2 separate regions of the Urocitellus parryii genome follow, and region 2 is linked to region 1. The links are chromatin contacts, called in public Hi-C maps. All regions are on one chromosome and are shown on one strand. The core of a region is the stretch at or near the end of the contact, and the rest is flanking DNA. Distances in the headings are between cores, read along the strand shown. Region 1 holds the start of Smug1 (single-strand-selective monofunctional uracil-DNA glycosylase 1). Region 2 holds the start of Hoxc5 (homeobox C5).

What was found. A called contact is a pair of places that touch in the nucleus more often than the background predicts.
Region 2: a Hi-C map of muscle shows a contact between it and region 1, with 5 times the contacts expected there. The contact joins the promoter of Hoxc5 here to the promoter of Smug1 in region 1. A contact is called at or near these places in 2 of 2 Hi-C or Micro-C datasets (liver and muscle).

The regions. Positions count from the first base shown.
Region 1 is chr5:62,370,815-62,377,108 of mUroPar1.hap1, forward strand. It overlaps Smug1 (single-strand-selective monofunctional uracil-DNA glycosylase 1), which reads left to right and starts at 4,171. Exons shown (of 4, transcript XM_026398794.2): 1 at 4,171-4,212; 2 at 5,364-5,558.
Region 2 is chr5:62,518,008-62,524,850 of mUroPar1.hap1, forward strand. It overlaps Hoxc5 (homeobox C5), which reads right to left and starts at 3,721. Exons shown (of 2, transcript XM_026398715.2): 1 at 3,268-3,721; 2 at 1,415-2,564. The coding sequence starts at 3,721. The coding sequence ends at 2,350. Hoxc6 (homeobox C6) reads right to left here. Exons shown (of 3, transcript XM_026398713.2): 3 at 6,020-6,843.

The DNA of each region.
Region 1 (6,294 bases), core at 2,921-5,420:
CACACACTCTGCCACCGAGCTACACCCCAGTCCTCCTTTTGACGTCTTTACCTCAAGCTCTTCCCTTCTCTGGCCCCTTCAACCCATCTCTTGCTGACCTTGGAGACCTGAAAAATACTTTCCTTGCAATCCTGAACTTCCACCCCCAAACTTCACTCACGCAGGTCACTGTCTTTGTTGAACTCCTCAGGGATGAGTAGCCCCATCTTGTCCTATGTGCTTTGGTATCTGGTATGGCATTATGGCCCAGATCTTGGGTATTTAGTTCAGTATCTGCCTGAGACCCTGGCTGCAGTAATAACAGCAATTAACCTTGATCAAGCTTTGAGACTTCTGAGCCTGTGCCAAATTCTGCTTCAGGGAGCACAGATTCTGTGCTAGGCATTGTTGGTTTTCCCCCTGGTTCTGGGGATTGAGCCCAGGGGTGCTCTACCACTGAGTTATATCCCCAGTCCTTTTTTATTTTTTATTTTGAAATGGTCTTGCTAAGTTGTTGCAGCTGATCTGAAACTTGCAATTCTCTTGCCTCAGCCTTCTGAGTAGCTGGGATCACAGTTGTGTGCCACCATGCCACCATGCCTGGCTGTGCTAGGCAAAGCGTTAAGTACCTTACGTAATTGAGTCATTTCATCATCATTACAGAAGATACACTTTACAAAAATTATCCCATTACATAGCTGAAATAACTGAGGCCCAGAGGAATTAAGTAAGTTGCCCAAGGTCACCCCTAGGAAGTGGCAGGGCTGGGATACAGATACAGGTGGCCTGATGTCACAGCCCATTCTTTTTCCTCTTCAATGCTCTTTTAAGGTTTGTCTGGCTGAGAGAGGGTCCAGGGTAGTGGAGTTGGGAAGGTGGCTACCCTGGAAATTAAATATCAGAACTCCCTTCAGGGTTCCCCAGGGAGCTGACCAGGACGACACCTGGTCGTCCAGGGAGGGGAAAGTATGGCTTCACTTTCTCCAATATCCAATTTCTGTTTTCTGCAAGCAGAGGTCCTGCTGCTAAGCCTTCTCCACTGGAGAAGCATGGAGGCAGGAGAAGAGCTGAACAACCTGTCTAGAAGCTGGAGCTGGGAGTCAGAGCTAGGACCTCCAGAAGCCGATAGATGGCGCTCGTGGCCCAACACAGCCCCAGTAGCCCGAGAAACTGAAGGGAAACCGGGAGCTTGTTAACCCCTTCCCCACCGGGCTCAGGGCTGAAAAGCAGACTAGGGAGCCGCCGGGGCCCCTCCCAGCCCAGGTGACCCAACTCTGCAGCTTCTTTCCCAGGTCACAGCCTAAGCCTGTTTCTGCTTCTGCCCTGAAGGTCCTATCCTTCCCAGAGGGCCAGGAGATTAAGAAATGGATAAGGGTGAGTGGAGGGCCCGCCTAAGCCCATGTTTCATCTTTTGGGCTCTCTCTGTTGAAAGTTTCTGGGTCTCTGCTTCTAAGCACCTTCACTTTAGGAGACTTCCTCACCCCGACCTTCCCTGAGAGACCTACCAGGTGGTGAGAAGCAGCAGGGGTTAGAGATAGAAAGGGCCCCCAGATCCCTTTGGGGTCAACTGTGGTAACTCCCTGTGGACTGCTCAAGCCTTGTCTTTCTGGCGGGGAGGTCCTGGGGATTGAACTCAGGGGCACTCAACCAATGAGCCAAATTTCCAGCCCTATTTTGTATTTTATTTATTTTTTAAGGTTTGTCGGGCTGAGAGAGGGTCCAGGGTAGTGGACATTAGGTAGGGTATTTAGAGACAGGGTCTCACTGAGTTGCTTAGTGCATCACTGTTGCTGAGGCTGGCTTTGAACTCTCAAGTCTCCTGTCTCAGCCTCCTGAGCCACTGGGATTATAGGCATGTGCCACCGTGCCCGTCACCTCAGCCTCTCTTTATATCTGGACTCCCTATCTCTGAGTTTCCTGGGGTGGATAGGCTTTAGGGACCGAAAGAGTTATCTAATTCTTCTAGGAAGTTGAAATCAGGGGAAGGGGCTCTTGGGAGTTATCTCCTTGCTTGTTACTCATTTTACCCATTATTGTCCTGCCAGAGGCAGATTTGGAGTGGCGAGGGGATGCCAGGATGATAAAGTGTGGAGTGTGAAGTGTGAGGCAAGCGGGTGGCAGAGGGTAAGGTGGGAAGGAGGGTGTCTAAGGGATAGTGGAGATCCTAGAATACTTTTTAAATATATATTTTTAGATGTTGATGGGCTTATTTTATTCATTTATTTTATGTGGTGCTGAGAATCGAACCCAGTGCCTCACACACGCTGGGCAAGTGCCTTAACACTGAGCCACAACCCCAGGCCGATCCTAGAATTCTTAAACAGTGAGATGACACCACAGTGAAGTCCCTCCTCCCCTTATTTTTGTTCCGAAAAACACAAATGCATAGATATGAGGAGACAGCAGAGCCTGTTCTAGAAGCTTCCTCTTACTTCAGTCATTCCAAAGAAAAAAGCAAAGATAGGGAGATATACACAGAAGGTGACAGAGTCACACAGATACAGAGAGGAAGTTGAATAAGAAGCTAGAGATAGTGATAAATTTACATAGGCAGAGAGACGCAAAGACCCAGAGTCGGGGAGAATCTGGTACACATTAAGGCTCAGGAAATAATGGATTTCATGAGGTGGATGATTAATTCAGTTTCCAAAGTCTTGCAGGGGTAGGGATGGTTTCTCACCTCAATGTCAGAGGGTCACTGCTTATAGCTCCCTGAAGCTCCTGCTGTACCCATTAAGTTTTCGTCTGTTGATGGGCTTGAAAAAGGGGTAGCATCCTTGTTCACTCATTTCTTCCTGTTCTTGGGTTCACTGGTCTCCTGCCCTCTGCCCACAGGGAGACATTTCTTTGGTGTTCAGAGTCCTGGTTATGCTCAGACATGTGTGCAGGGGTGGGGGTGGGAGGAATTCAGAAGATAATTATCCTTAGGGGGTTTCTAGATTAATGAAAGTCTTATAATTAGGACACAGAAACAAATCTGGATAGAGGACAAGAACAAAACTATGAATTGAACAGATTCGGACATTGGTACACTGTACATTGGTACAACTGGATGAGGAGGTGGGGGAATGGATTATTAGGTGCAGCTATGGGATTAGGATTGATCAGGGAAGGCTTCTGGGCAGAGTATTCAAGAGGGAAGATTTGGAAAAGGGAGATTTGATGGTTAAACTTGTATGTCCACTTGCATGGACAGGGATACCCAGACAGTTTGTAAAATATTATTTCTGTGTATGTCTGTGAGGGTATTTCTGAAAGAGGTCCGCTTTTGAATTGGTAGACTGTCAAAAGATCATCTTCATCAATGTAGCTGGGCATCATCCAATCTCTTGAGAGTCCAATAGAACAAAGGTAGAGGAAGGGCAAATTTTCTCTCTTTATGAGATGGAATCTCCATTTCTCTTGTCATTGGAGACCTGTCTGAAGGCCTTGGCTCTCAGGCCTTCAGGTTCTGGGACTTACATCAGCAAGCTTCCCTGCAACTCCCCCATTCAGACTTGGACAGAATGACATCACCAGCTTTCCTGATTCTCCAGCTTACAGAAAGTTCATCAGCAGATGGTGGAACTTCCTGGCCTCTGCAGTCCTGGTACCCAATTCCAATAGCAAATCTACTCATATAGATAAAAAGATAGCCTATTGGTTCTGTTTTTCTGGGGGAACCCTGACTAACATAGAAGATTATAGGGCTAGGCAGACAGCATAGGAGAAGAAGGAGAAAAGTCAAAATGGTAAATCTATAAGAAGGGTTTGTACAGTAATGGGGGACGCTTATTGCCAAAGAGTTGTGAGGAGATGCCAGAAATGTCTTGGTACGTATTCTATATATAGTAATGGCTCCTGGAGGACTGAAAAGGAGAGCTCATACCTGGAGCAGCAGGGGGACTGGAAATGGTCTTTAGCCACTGTCAATACCCTCAGATGGGTGAAGGACTGGGAATAGTTGGAGCTTCCTGATAGTTGTGAATGAATTTTAGAGTTAGGACCTTACAGAGCCCGGCCCCTCACTTTTCAAGACTTCTTGATTCAGCCCTGATGATAGGAATAAACTACAATTCCCAGCGGCGCTTAGAATTATTTTAGCGCGCCTTCCGGGGATTTGTGCATTTCCGGCGGAAGTGGCTCAGGCTAAGCCAATCGCCTCCCCTATATAGTTTAGACTACGACTCCCACTGCCCTTTTCGCCGGGCGTGGGGGGGACAGGAACCGGAAACAGATGGGGAGCTGGTCCAGGTGAGGGAGCGGGAGGCCGGGAATCTGGGGCGCAGGGGGAGGCTGGGGGCTCTCAGGGCCCTTGGGGCGGAGCCGAGCGGGTGGTCCGAGTGTCTGTTCTTTGGGGCCTTGGCTCCGTCTGAAGCCTGCTCCGGCGCAGGGGCAGCAGAGCCGGGGGAACCGCCTGGGAGGCCTGCGGGATCAAGGCTTTCCCGTCGGGCGGAGCCCGCGGGTGCAGGCAGAGGTTTTGTCTCGTGCTGCTGTCGTCTGCCTCTTCGGAACCAGAAAGAGAGGTGAAATAGCCTTTTTGAGTCCATGCTCTAATTTTTTGGTTTAAGGGTTTGCTTATTTTCCCTATGGATTCCTGGAGTGCCTGCAAGGGGCAGGGTGGTGGCTAGTGTCTTGGACTTCTAATAAACTTCCTCGACTTGATTCCAATCTGAAGTCTAGCGTTGGTGGCCACACTCATCTCCGCTGCCTTTGCACTTAATATAATTTGACATGGACTAAAAAAAGGCTAGAATTATCAAATCCTTCCTTTGGGCTCCTGTAATGTTCTGTACAGGATGTTAAAGCTCAAGTTATACTGGCTTACTGTTAGTTGTTTCTCTGTCCTCTCACAGTACTTTATGTCTTACTGAAAGCCTGAATTTCATTTGAATTTCTTCCCCACCAAGAGAGCCATAGTGCCTGTCACATAAAAGATTCAAATATAGGGAAAAAATTAACAGCTGGTAATAGATTGATGGCATATGTGATTTTCATAGAGGAGAGTTAAATGCCTTGCTCAAGAGCACATTCTTAAAAATGAATGAACTGATGATAGACAGTTGACTTCTACCCTGTCTTCCTATCAGATCAGGCATTGAAACTCTGGAACACTGAAAATAAGGGCTTGTCACTTTTGCATACCCCATTCTTGCTGTCTTCAGCTCAGACCTCTAAATGCAAAGGTCTCTAGATCCAGCTTAGACTTCAGAGACATCCTAGAGTTAGAGCAGTTATCCTTTAATGTTGCAAAGCACGGTAACCTGAATCATTTGCACTTATCACACCTTTTCACCTTCCATATGAGCCACATGGACTGATCAGTTAAAGACTTCTGTGATCAGTCTTGAAAACTTCTTAAGTTGGGCCTCTGAATTTTTTTCTTCTTTTTCCACTTTTCCTAGGCTAGGATCAAAACACAACAACTTGATCTGTCAACCTATTGTGTCAATCTTGAAACATCAACCTCATCTGGGGAAGAGGTTGTACTTGACTTGTCTGGAGATTGAAAAGGAATAGTCCCTGCCCTGTGGGAGGCCCACATGTGATGGAAACACACCCAGAGCCTGGAAAACTGTGAGAAGCAAGCAGAGTGCCAAGTAAGCAACTGAGCTTTGAATGAACTGATGATAAAGAAGCAGAGAAGAGTTGGTTAGCACTGGTTCCCCGGCGATGGGCTTGCCTAGCATGTGCAAGGCCCTGGGTTCAGTTCCTAAACACCACAAAAACTAAAGTAAAACACACACACACACACACACGCACACACACACACACATACATATACCTTTTTTTTTTTTTATACTGGGGATTGATCTCAGGGGCACTTGATCACTGAGCCACATCCCCAGCCCTATTTTGTGTTTTTTTTAGAGACAGGGTCTCATTGAGTTGCTTAGTGCCTTGCCATTGCTGAGGCTGGCTTTGAGCCTATGATCCTCCTGCCTCAGCCTCCTGAGCCACTGGGATTACAGACATGCGTCACTGCACCCGACCATATACATTTTAAAAAAAGGGTACAGATGTTGTTCAGTACTTGAGTGCTTGCTAAAGGCTCAAGGCCTGGGTTTGATCCCTAGCATGTGTGTGTGTGTGTGTGTGTATACTCATAAAATAATGGTTCTTTGGTAGAAGGTATTTTATTCTTTTTAGTGTACATGACAGTAGAATGTATTTTGACATGTTATACATACATGGAGTACAACTGATAGAAGGTATTTTTAAACAAGATTGGTAAAGTAAGGATGGCCAGCACTGAACAAGTGTTTGTTGAGTACTTTATAAGGACCAGGACCTTGAATTATGGAGGGAAATTGAACAGGGCCTGGCTTATTACCT
Region 2 (6,843 bases), core at 2,471-4,970, 150 kb after region 1:
CCTGAAGAAAATTACACATTTTATTTCAGAGAGGGTGGAGAGGGAGAGAGAGAGAGAGAGAGAGAGAGAGAGAGAGAGAGAGAGAGAGAGAGAGAGAGAAAGAAAGAAAGAAGAGTAGAGTTAGTGCTGGTGGGCTGGGCTGACCCTCTGTGCAAGTTGAGAGATATCACTGGTGCTCTAACCAGGCCTGAGTGCAGTATGAAGGGGAAGGGTAATAGCAATGGGTGCTAATCATGGGGTGAATAAAAGCTCTTGGGTCTTCTAAAAATGATGGACTGGTAGCCTAGACAGTAGGATGCAGCAAAGTCAGTCCTTATAATAAATCCAACTAGCATCAGCATTACTAATCATAAATATTCCCCCTGCCCCTCCCCAGAGCGCCTCTGCTCCCTTCCTTCTTGGCTGTCAGAGCAGCCCCTTAGCCCAACTCCAGAACCCCACCCCACCAGTGCAGGGGGCCTAGGCTAGGCTCCAGGAAATCACCCCATTGTGGGAGGTGGGAGAGGAAATGCAGTAAAGTTTTATAGACCCTTTTCACATTTGTTTCTCCTATAAAGTGCTTCCTCCCCCAATTCATCCCAGGAGCCTGGAGGAGAGAAGAGCAGAGCCTAGGCCCAGACCAGACTCAGAGACCACCTGAATTAACTGCCTTTCCTCTCCCTAGAGGCTACTCTCCCTCTTCACACAAAATCTGAGCCTGAGATAAATGATGGCAAAAAGACATGACACTGGCACTGGTCTATACAACTCTTATCCCACTTAATTGTTCTGCATAGCCCTAGACCTCCTAGGAGGAGAGGGAAACCACTTGCACATTTCCTGCCAGTCAGGTATACACTGCATATTGCTCTCCCTTTCATCTCCCCAGCATCTTAGAAAGCTGAAGTACACCTAAGTCAAATTCCCCAGCACCACTTTGTCCAGCAGTACCAACTCTCTGGGAGGTCCTTCTGGAGCCAAGTGGGTCCTTAGACTAGGGGCTCAACCCTCTTATGTCCAGTAAAGCCCCAGGACCACCTAGCCCTAGGGAGATCTTCAGAGACCTATAAGGGCCTGAGTCTGAGCACGGCGGAGCCACTGATCCTCCCTACACATCAGCTCTGGTGTGGAATGAGGGATACTGCCAGTCTAGAAGTCTCAGATACACCCAGCCAAGGGGGGAATGAATGTAGAGGCCTGAATACCCTGGGTAGCCACTGCATGGGAAAATGCCAGTATGGGAGGACCGGGTGCGCTCCTCTTCCCTGGAGGTCCTTCTTGGAGCTAAGAATCAAGAAAAGAACTCACGTTCACTTCCCTCTTCTTGCTGTCCCTAGAAGCACCTAAAAATAATTTTTTTTTTTTTTAAGGAGAGGCTTAAAGACTGTAGGCCTCCCCTAACCCTCACAGCTCATTTTGACACTTTGCCCCAGTACATGCCCTAAACAGACAGGAGCCACTGCGTCTTTAGTCCTGTTCTCTCTTGGTCTTTATTTGATATGACAAAATATAGTTTCAGGAAGAACCCCGGAGTCAATAAATAGTTGGGCAAGAGCGATGGAGCAGGAGGGAAAGAAAGTCATGGCAGGAACTGTGGGATGGCATGGAGCCTCTGGGATCACTTGCTGGGGTCCTGTGGCAGGAAACCCCAATAGCTGAGCTAGCTAGGGGGTTGGGGCTGCGGACCTGAGAGGGCATGCAGCAGGCTCGGATTGGGTAGGCTCCCAGTCTTTTTTTTCCCCCGGGGAGAGGTTTGGAGAGGATAGGGCAACCAAGAGGACCCTAAGGCCATGTTCAGTCATCTCCCCCTTTCATATGCAAATCATTAATAAGTGAAGACCGAGTTTAGTCGCTATAAGGAATCGCCCCGATTCTGGCAAGAGACTGCCAGGCATAAGCACTCTCACACCAGCTTGCAGCCGCCTGGCCCGCCTAACAAGGAACAAAGGAAAGCTCAAGGCCAGAGGTCGGGTCGAGGGTCCTGTGGCCGGGCCCACCTTAACTCAGGCGGGCCACTCTGGGGCAAAGAGCTGAAGAAGCCGCCCAGGCTGAGGTTTGTTCAGCACCAGCCTGCGGTGTGCCGCAGCCCTCTGGGGAGGCCCTGCAGAGTTTGCCCTGGGCCCTGAATGTCCAGCTAAGCTGAGCTCTGAGCTGAGCTGAGCTGAGGGGAGATGGGGCAATGCCGGCAGCCTGGCAGGAACCCTGGGTTGGTGGGGATACAGAATGCCAAGGAAAAAGCGCTTGTCTGTGAGGCCCGGGAGCCAGTACTCCAGCCCCTGACCCACCCAAAAATATAGAGAGAAAACCGAAAGAAAAGGCGCGAGGAACCCAAGCCGGCTGGGGTGATCTCTGCGGGCCTCCCCACTGCCTCTAAAGAGCCTCTTTGCTTTTCATTTTGGAATCTTTCTTCCACTTCATCCTGCGGTTCTGGAACCAGATCTTGATCTGTCTCTCGTTGAGACACAAGTTGTTGGCGATCTCTATGCGCCTGCGGCGAGTGAGGTAGCGGTTAAAGTGGAATTCTTTCTCGAGTTCCAGAGTCTGGTAGCGCGTGTAACTGGTTCGGGACCGCTTGCCGTCCGTCTCTGGAACATAAATCCCCCCAAGCCAGGAAGGGGTGAATAGCGTGCAGCGCCCCAGCGTCCCATCCCAACCCCAGGCCCCCACCCGCGGCCGGAGGGAGAGGAGGCGAGAACCGCCAGACAGGCCCGGTGGGCCGCAGGCGGGCCGACCCAGCCCAACCTAGCCCCGGGAGAGGCGCCTCCGCCCAGGCAGGAAACTTTCCACCGCAGCCTTCACTCAGCAGTCGGAGGGGCTGAGGGGGGGTGGGGGGAAGAGGGAGACCCAGGCTCGGACCGAACAATAAGCACCCTCGAGATCCGGGCACCGGGGACCCCCCTCCCGCCCCTCCCGAGTCGCTGGAATCCGCCGGAGCCGCGAGCGCCGGCCGAGCCGGCTCCGCAGGGGAGGGAGGGAGGGAGCCGCGGGGGGATCCCCGCTCTGGAGCCCCGCGCTCCTCACCCTTCAGATCCCTCTATTTTTTTAACTCCCTCCCTCTCCCCCAAAAATTGAATATTGCCTTTTATACACGTTTTGTTCCTATGATCCAATTATGTCGTCGTAAATTTGGGCGCACACAGCCTCTAAGCCTTTTAGTGGACAGTTTTACGAGCCATTGATGCCTGGATCGTAAAATTTATGGCCGCAGGTTTTTTTTCTTTATTTGCCCCGCATGGCCTATAAAACCCAGGCGGACCCGAGCGCGCAAAATGAAGTCCTAAAGTTTACCGTGGCTCATGTGCAGTTTGGTCATCCACGGGTAAATCTGTGGCGGGGCCGGTGGCTGGCTCAGTCCGGCGGGTTGCCCTGTCTGCGCCTGCTCCTCTTTGATCTCCCCACTGCTCTTAGCTCGCTCCTCCAGCGCCGGGCGAGCTGCCTTCTGACTGTACATCCCGGGGTTCAGAGGAGCCGCTTCGTCTCTGCCCAGAGCGTGTCCCGGAGCGGCCGCGGCGCTGCAGGCGGGGCGGTCGGGGTGAGCCCGGGGGTTGGCAGCCATGTCTACCCCGTGGAGAGAGTTGGAAGGCGCAGGCGGTGGGAAAGTGATGCTTAAGTCCAATCCGCCGTAGCAGTACCTGGATGCCTGCACCTCTGAGGCCGATCCATAGTTCCCACAAGTTTGCATGTTATAGGCAGGGATATTGGGGCTCTGCTTATAGAATGAATTGGCTACGTAGGAGCTCATGGCGGGGAGGGCCCAAAAAAAATTTCTGCACCCTTTTTGATTAAGGGTGATTTGTGACTCTTTGAAGTTGAGGGGTTTTTTGTTCTCCAAAGTGCACAATTTATAGGTGGAGATATCTCTTTCTTTATCCTATGCGCTCTTCCCAAATAAGGGAGCCTTAAATAGAGTCACGTGACTCGCACGGCCACTCATAAATTTGGCTTGATGACCTCCGGGAGGTTAGTGATGGAAGCCGGCGAAACGCATCTTGATATGTTGGCAAAGCCCAAGCAAGGGGGAGAGGGAGTGAGAGAGAGAAAGAGAGAGAAGGGGGAGAGAAAAAAAAAAGGTTCTTGGAATTGGGGGGTAGCCGTGACAACGAGCCCACAGCGACACCTGGTGTCTACATGGAAGAATTGCATCCTGAAGCTCTGGTCGCCTTCTGGCAGCTGGATTTTTCTACCCTGTGGAGAAGCTGGTTGTAGCTGCAACAAATCCCTGAGCTGGCCTTTTAAATTCTATTTAAATTTGAGAAAAGATAAGGTCCCATTTAAGATACACAGAGGTGCCTTTTTAATAGATAGTCCCATTCTCCCTTCCTCCAGGGCCTTCCAAACTTTAAAAATGGATGAGGAAAGGGGAATTTAGGTAGTGTGGCTGGCTCCTGTCTAGGTTGGAGAACCAAGGGGGCTTATCTCAAGTTTCCTAAACCAAAGGTCGAGGTCCCTTGCCTGCAAGGCCCCAAGGCCCCAAGGCCCCAGTACTACTGAGGAGGTACCTAAAAATATGGGAAAGTAGACTCCTTGGGAAAGGTGGACAGAATTCCCAAGAGGAAGGGGTCCTGGATGGGCAAAACTAGACAGGAAGGTCATGAGGCTGAGAGTTCTGGAAATTCTCTGGAATGAACCTGGAAGTAAGATGGTAGATAGACTTGGGTAGACCTCATCATGCCAGGGACCCCAAAGTGACAATAAGGCAGTTTTCAAAGTGTGCCTGTGTGTGTATGCAGAACCGGACACAAATGGGTGGGAGGACTTTTCCCTGTGTGTGATCCTCATGTACTACTCATGCCAGATATTTTAGAAAGAAAATAGATGCTACTAGAAAGCATGGAGAAGCAAAATTCAAGCCTCCACAATTATTATCTAAGCAAAGAGATCTTTCCTTTGGTGCTTTTCCAGGCTTTCCAGGAACCTGAATCCAGAAGGCCCACAGGAGAGCAATTTCTTAGCTCTTCAGAGGCATGGAGAGGACCCGGCTGAGGGGGCTGGCAGAGCAGATGCCTGGGCAACATTGGCAGCCTTTGGCCAAGGTCTCTGCAGCCCTTCTGCCCCTTCCTCTCCTCTCCTAGTCCCAAGTCTTACTCTTTCCTGCTTGCTCTTTCTCCCCAGGAAATCTCCGCCTCTGTCAGGAGAAGCCCCCCTTCCCGCAGGCGGAGGCGCTGGCGGGGATTTGGAGAATCTGGAATACTCTGGTGGATTTTTTTCTCTTCAGGAGACGCCCCCCCTCCCGACCCCAAATACACACCACCTCTCCACTAGGCCCACTCAGGTTTTTCTGACTGGGCTTGGGGAGAGAAGGCTGGAGCTGAGAAATGGTTAGGGTACTGCTGCGCCCCTCACCCGCCAGGTTTGAGAGAAGGAGGAAGGAACCAGACGAGCTGGGCGGTAAAGAAGGAGGAATTTTGTTCAGGCCACTTCAGGAGTCCCAGCACAGGCGAGAGCTCAGTTTCCAGGCTTTCTCTTTCGGGATGTCCTTGAGTCGTTCAGTCCCGGCCGAAGGACTCCAATCCGGCGGTCTGTTCTTCTGGTTCTCCTAAACTCTCCGCCTCCGCCACGTTTCCCAACAGCGGGCCTGGTTTGGGCCGGGGACTGGCTGCCGAGCGTCCCCCTCCCCACGGTCCTGGGAGTGGGGGGGAGGAGACCCTGGTGCCTGGAAAATGCTTCTCCTATAGCCTTTAGGGCTAGGGGTTCAGACGCCGAGGACCCCATGCTACCACAGGCAGGAAAGAAAGGCCTGTGTGGGGCTTGGAGCCCAACCCTACTAACCCGGGCTCCTCCACCCCCACCCCCACCGAAATCCTAAACGGCTTTTTTTTTTTTTTAATGGGTGTGTGTCGGTTCGCGTGGGGAGCCCTGAGAGACTTCCCAGCCCCCCCAGCGCGGTCACGAGGAAAATTCGGAGGCCGGGACTCGGCGCCCGGCTCCCGAAGAAGGCGAATGCAGAGGACTGGGGGCTTGCAGGCGGCGGGCAGACGCGGGAGTGCTTGGAGCCTGCTCCAAGCCGGCGGCTGAGCGAATTAACAGAAAGGCAGATATAAACTTTTAAAAATAATATGTTTTATTAAATATTCGAGAACGGATCCAGAGGTCGGATTTATACAGGAGGGTAACACGAGGGGATTTATTTATTTATTTTCTCCTACTGGCTAAACAAATGTCATTCACTTTTTTTCTTTTTTTGTAATTTTCCCTCTTTTTTCCCTTTTTTTTAAAATGAGATCGGAACACTGAGGGTTCTAAACATAAATATAAATACAGAGACCACAAATACAGCTAAAAATATTCACACAGAAACGGTCACAGTTTGTAATATGCCATAATGACCCCCAGGAATATTTAAATACAATTTGCCTGGGCTGGGCATTTGCTGGGGCAGAGGGGCCGGACAGGGGTTGCGGGGAGGCCCTGGGGGTTGCTGTGGGGCCCAGGCGCGCCCTCCTTGGGCCTCCGGCTCTCCCGGGCTGCCAGGCCGGGCCCTAAGGCCCGGGAACAGAGGCCCCAGGCCCGGGAGCCCGCTCTGGGCGCGGGGGTGGGGGACGTCAAGCGACTGGTGGGGGGAGTCAAGTCCTCATGTGGAGGGAGATCTGTGGAGTCTGAAGCAAGGCTCAGGGCTGAGAGCCCCCAAGGCCTGGGCGGGGAAAGGGGCCTGCAGACAAGCCGAGAAGGAGCTAGCGAGGGAGCTAGGAGGAGGAGGAGGCCAATGGTGAAGAGTTGTGCGGTGAGGGAGGGGGTCCAGAACTGACTTTCAGGTCCACGTTTGACTCCCTAATTTTGCTTTAAAGAGTCAAAACACATCAATTGTGCCAGTGATAAATACAGAGTGTGTGATTAGGGGAGAGTTGGGGTGAGCAAAGGGAGAAG